Regions from separate parts of the Sus scrofa genome. Here region 2 is linked to region 1. A link is a contact called in public HiChIP or PLAC-seq data. All regions are on one chromosome and are shown on one strand. Each heading gives the region's core, a stretch centred on a gene start, on an enhancer-like site or on the middle of the called end of the contact. The rest is flanking DNA. Distances are from core to core; before and after follow the strand shown. Region 1 has its middle 140 kb from the start of PLN. Region 2 overlaps SLC35F1 (solute carrier family 35 member F1).

Region 1 (2,772 bases), core at 163-2,662:
ATGATATTTGGAAGGAAGAGCCAACAGGATTAGCTAAATGCATGAATGTGAATGTAGGAGAAAGGAATGAGTCAGGGATAAACTCCAGAATATTTGGCTTCAATAACTGAAAGAATGCAGTTGCCACTAACTAAAATGAGGAACACCAGAGACAACTGAGGGACAAAATTCGTTCCATTAAAGTATTCTAGAAAACATTCAAGAGTAATTTTTATTTTGCTTTTTAGGGCCTCATTTGCCGCACATGGAGGTTCCCAGGTTAGGGGTCAAATCAGAGCTGTAGCCGCCAGCCTTCACCACAGCCACAGCAACACAGGATTTGAGCCGTCTGCGACCTACACCACAGCTCACGGCAACACCAGATCCTTAACCCACTGAGTGAGGCCAGGGATGGAACCCGCGTCCTCATGGATGCTAGTCAGATTTGTTAACCACTGAGTGATGACAGGAACTCCATGAGTAATTATTAATAAGCACAATTAGACCTAGGAATGTGGCATTTACAGAAAATACTGCGCTGGATATTTTCTCTTTAACTTTGAAGTAAAGAGCTTAATGACAGCTGGTTGTCACCCAAAAAAGCTATAACAAAGCATTTCTCACTAGAGTGTCCGTAACTATGACATTTTATTGATTCACCCAGTATCTACTTATTAGGCACCAGGCACTATTACAGCTTCTAGGGGGGTATAAAAATGATTATGGGAGTTCCCTCCTGGCAGAGCAGTTAAGGATCCCACGTTGTCAAAGCTGTGGCACAGATTCCATCCCTTGCCCCAGAGCTTCTGCATGCCACATGCACAGCAAAAAAAAAAAAAAAAAAAAAAAGAAAGAAAAGAAAGAAAGAAAGAAAAAAAAAAAAGAAAAGGAAATGAAAGGAAAGGGAAAAAAAAAATTATGGTGCTTGTTCTAGGTGCCTAAATCCAGAGAAGGTGACAAAAAATAACAACAAAAATCAACGATACTAGGAATGCTGGGAGAACTTGCGATCACGGTGCTAATGAAAACACAGAAGCTGACATAACTAACTACACACCCAGAGAGGCCAGAGACAGTGTTTGCGCTGTCTTAAGGGTTGCCTTTGGGTTTTACAGACACACAAGGGCATTTTAGGCAAAGAAATGCGCCGGGGCAGGGAGGGCGGAGCTCATCCTGAGACCCATGGAGTCCGTCCATGTAGGGAGGGTGACCGTCAAGAGCCAGAGGGAGAGAGAATCGTGGGCGCGGCCCGCGGAAGGTCTGCTGCGCGGGTTGCTATGCTACCTCCTAAAGGAAGAGGGAACAAACAGAGGCAGGATGAGAAAAGACACACGCGTCCGTCCGTGCCTCGGGGTCTGTTGGGCTCTGCTGGGCTCTGCTGAGCTGCAGTTAATCTCCTGGCGGCAGAGGAGGTAGGGACAGGCGCCAGGAGCTGACATTGGCTTGAAAGGGTGCCCTTCAGAGGCTTCTCTCCGGTTCCTGAGACCAGGGCCAGCTGCTGTGGAGGCGGCAGGGAAAGAACAGCCCCTGCCCCCAACCCTCAGTACTGTGTCTCCCTGCGAGAGGACAGGAGCCGGCTAGCAAGCTTTCAAGTTCTAGGGGCCACTGTGCTCTTCTTAAGGGGTTACCATCGCCCCCCCGCCCCCAAATCTAAGGAAACTTCGATAGAGAATGAGTGATCCTTCCACTCTGAAATTCATGTCATTTGAGTAGAAACGCATCCGTGGATCACAAGTCTGTGTCCTGCAGGTCTCCCCCAGATCAGATCACAGGGAAATGCTAACTATTCTTTGCTCACTTAAGACTGGCTTGAAAATGTGAGCGTTTCTGTTCAGCCTTAACCTGACCGTCACAAAGAAATGCTTTCACTTAAGCTATTTCAGAGCATCTGCAAATGTTATCAAATTTTGATAAGACTGGATAAGTGTTTTTAAACAAACCATGTAAAGGATCATCTATTAAAGCTCTGCTCATTGTGGTGTGTGAAATGATGTTAAACCACTGTGTAGCTCTCATTAAACTGAGTTGTTTCTCTTTTTAGTATCTTTCAGAAAGTTTAGAAAGAAAAAAGGTTGGCACCTTCGAAAACTTAAGAAAGCTTAAAAGGAACTGAGAGAGTTAAGTACTCAACTCAAAGAAAAATAAGTCCGTCTGGCAGAGAAGACCTTGCTGGTTAGGGGAGAAGCAGCAGGGGATGCAGCCTGTGGACAAAGGTCTCAGGAACCCAGGGCACAGGTCCAGACTCTGGGGGAACGATCTGATGATCAATCAGCTCACCTCCCAGGAAGGAGCCCCGAGTTCTTTCTTATGGATGATGGTGTGACACTAGATGAGTTCAGGTCCTTTCCTGCTCTAGGAGTTCATTAAAGATTGTCTGAGAATCATATGGAGCTCTAGAGATGGATTTTGAAATGTATTTTCCTCTTAGGACTTACTAAAAAAATACTGCCCTCCGGCCAGATGGTTGCCCCTGTGTCATCTCCCTTCACACTCCCAATGGCCTTCTTTTGTGGACACGTCCAGTTGAGCCTAGAGGTTGAGTACTATTATTGAGATCTTTTATGTATTTATTTATTTATTTATTGTCTTTTTTTTTTTTTTTTTTTTTTTTTTTAGGGCCGCACCCACAGCATATGGAGATTCCCAGGCTAGGGGTCAAATCGGAGCGGTAGCTGCCGGCCTACACCACAGCCACAGCAACAGATCCAAACCTCATCTGTGACCTACATCACAGCTCACGGCAACGCTGGATCCTTAACCCATTGAATGAGGCCAGGATCGAACCTGCGTCCT
Region 2 (2,772 bases), core at 179-2,678, 68 kb before region 1:
GTTAACCAAACAGTTAGGAGATGGGAAGAGGATTGAGTGGAGTGTCAAGGTCTCGGGATTGTGTCAGCTGTCGCTATAAGGCAGAGCTGTAAATTCTCTCCTAAACCTGCCCACACCTCCTGCGTCCTCAGCTCCAAGTCGTTCATCATGATGCTCCATGCTTCTCTGAGGGGTCGGTTTTCTGAGAATGAAATAACATGAAAATACTTTGGAGGAAGTAGACCACAGCTTTGTTTTCTAAGATTATCGATCTTGATTTAGAATCACTGTGAATTGTACTTTCCTAAATATGGTTCTCAGGTTGCCAGAAAGGAAACCAAGGGAGAAATGAGAGACCTTTCTAGGTTACATATTCGTGGGAATTATGTCTCCAACACTACCCAGTGCGTGCTAGTACTATAGACGATGCTAAGAGTAAATCGTCTCCATTTAAAAAGGTGATATGTGACAAGAGAAGAGTAAATTCACCATGAGAAACACCAAGAAGAGAATCACCCTCAGAACAGGCAACTTCAGTAATTGAGATTCAGTCTTAATTTCTCTTTTCTTTACTCCCCACTTTTAATCCATCAGCAAATTCTATCGATCCTCCTCCAAAATAGATCTTCTGTTTCTGCTGCCATCATCTTGGTTCAGACCACCACCATCTCTCACTTAGACCATTTCAATAGCCTCCTCATCTTCCTGCCTCTACTTATTCCTCTCTACAGAGAATCACCCACTAACGGCCAGAATGATCCTTTTAAAACACCAACCAGATTGTGCTCTCTTTGTCTGAATACCCTTTACTGCTTTTTTCTCATTGCATTTTAAGCAACATTTAGGTGCCTGGCTGACCTCTCAGAGCTAAGTGCCTGTGTGGCTAAAGCTTCCACCTCCTCTCTTGACACTTGCCCACCATGTGGTGCTTCAATATCTTCTTAGAACTGTGGGGGAATAATTATAGCTTCTTCATGAGTTATTAAGAATGTGAATGATGTAAATTCCATCACATAGTGCCTGGTACAGAGCAAGCACTCGATTTCTGGATTACAATTTAGTGTTAGACATGAGCGACACTGGCTGTCCTTCCAGCCGTGCCCTTTCCTCCTCAGGACCTTTGCCTTTCGCCTGGACTGCTCTTCCTCCAGCCCCTGCCATGGCTGCTACTTCTGGTGCTCCAGGTCTCCACATGGGCCTCATCTTCAGAGAAGACTTCCTTCACTCTCTAGGTAGCTCCCACCAAGCTCTCTCATCATCCCCTTGATTCCTTCAGAGTGTTTCCCAAAATTGTATTGCTGATTAACCCCCCCCCAACTTAGCTTTAGTCTGTCTCTCGCAATAGAGTGGAAACTAGGAACAGAGTTATATCCATTTTATTTGTCACCGTATCCCCAGCACATGACACATAATAGGAACTCAGCAAGCATTTCTTGAATGGCTGGATGATGAGGTAATAATTGGGCTCTTAGATCACAGCTAGGCTCAGTTATTGTATGAATAACTATTTACTGGGTCTATTAGTTTCATATGTCTGCTTTAACAGATTATCACAAACTTGGGTGGCTTAAAACAAACAAATGTATTCTCTCACAGTTCTGGGGCCAGAAGTTCAAAATCAGTTTCACTGGGCCAAGATTAGTGTTCAGCAGAGCCATGTTCCAACTGGAGGCCCTAGGGTAGAATCTGTTCTTTCCTCTCCCAGCTTCTGCGGCTGCCAGCATTCCTTGGCCTCTGGCTCTACCAGAGTCTGTGTGTGTGTGTGTGTGTGTATGTGTGTGTGTGTGTGTGTGTGTGTGTGTGTGTAGCTGCACCTGTGGCATATGAATCGGACCCAGGCTAGGGTCTAATCGGAGCTGCAGCTGTCGGCCTGCACCACAGCCACAGCAATACCAGATGCAAGCCATGTCTGCAACCTGCACTGCAGTTTATGGCAATGCCGATCCTTAACCCACTGAGAAGGCCAGGGATCGAACCTGCACCCTCATGGATACTAGTTGGGTTCACTACCACTGAGCCACAAAGGGAACTCCCACCATTCCAGTCTTTAAGGCCAGCATCTTCCAATCTCTCTCTCTTCCGTCTTTATATCCTCTTTTTCTCTGTGGGTCTAAAACGTCCCTCTGCTCCCTCTTATACGAGACATGTGATAGCATTCAGAGCCCACTCAAGTAGCCTGGGTGTATTAGCCTGCTCAGGCTACCATAACAAAATATCATAGGCTGGGTGGCTTAAACAACAGAAATGTATTTGTCACACTTGGAAAGCTGGAAGGCAGAGATCAGGGTCCATCAGGGTTCCGTTCTGATTAGGACTCTCTTCTGGGCTTGTAGGCAACTGCCCTCTCACATCTTCACATGGCCTCTCCTCCATGTGTACATGTGGGGGTGGGGAGAGAGCTCTATGGTCTCTTTTTATAAGGACGCTTATCCAACTTTATGACCTCATTTAACCTTAATTACTTTGGTAGAGGCCCCATCTCTAAATATAGACACATTGAGGATCACGGCTTCAATATAAAAATTTATTGGGGAGGGAGGTACACAGTTCAGTCCATAACACCTGGGATAATCTATTTCATCTTAATATCCTTAATCACTCTGAAAAGACCTTTCTTCCCAGATGGGGTCACTAACAATAACAGGTTCCAGGGATGAATTTGGGGATCCTCTTTAATGCTTAGCACAATGAGGAAGCAAAAGGAATTCTAAGCTTACTTCCCTACTCATGGCTGCTCAAATATGATTTGTGTTGATGGGGAGTAGTTGCTCCATAGTATTAAACAAGGTAAAG

What was found. HiChIP or PLAC-seq counts read pairs in DNA pulled down with a chosen protein or histone mark.
Region 2: an H3K27ac HiChIP or PLAC-seq map of skeletal muscle shows a contact between it and region 1. The contact joins two enhancer-like sites. A contact is called at or near these places in 7 of 47 Hi-C or Micro-C datasets (embryonic fibroblasts, fetal heart ventricle, heart right ventricle and 3 more) and 1 of 2 datasets of contacts at active chromatin or transcription factors (skeletal muscle).

Annotation. Positions count from the first base shown.
Region 1 is chr1:43,599,846-43,602,617 of Sscrofa11.1, reverse strand. No RefSeq gene overlaps it. Among named protein-coding and RNA genes, the nearest start is that of PLN, 140 kb to the right of the region's middle. Within about 2 kb of position 1,412, at least 43 of the 83 cell types and tissues checked have an H3K27ac peak or open chromatin away from gene starts, as enhancers often do. A contact at or near this core is called in skeletal muscle, where this site is marked.
Region 2 is chr1:43,667,842-43,670,613 of Sscrofa11.1, reverse strand. The region is part of intron 7 of SLC35F1 (solute carrier family 35 member F1); the gene reads left to right. Among named protein-coding and RNA genes, the nearest start is that of PLN, 210 kb to the right of the region's middle. Within about 2 kb of position 1,428, at least 3 of the 83 cell types and tissues checked have an H3K27ac peak or open chromatin away from gene starts, as enhancers often do. A contact at or near this core is called in skeletal muscle, where this site is marked.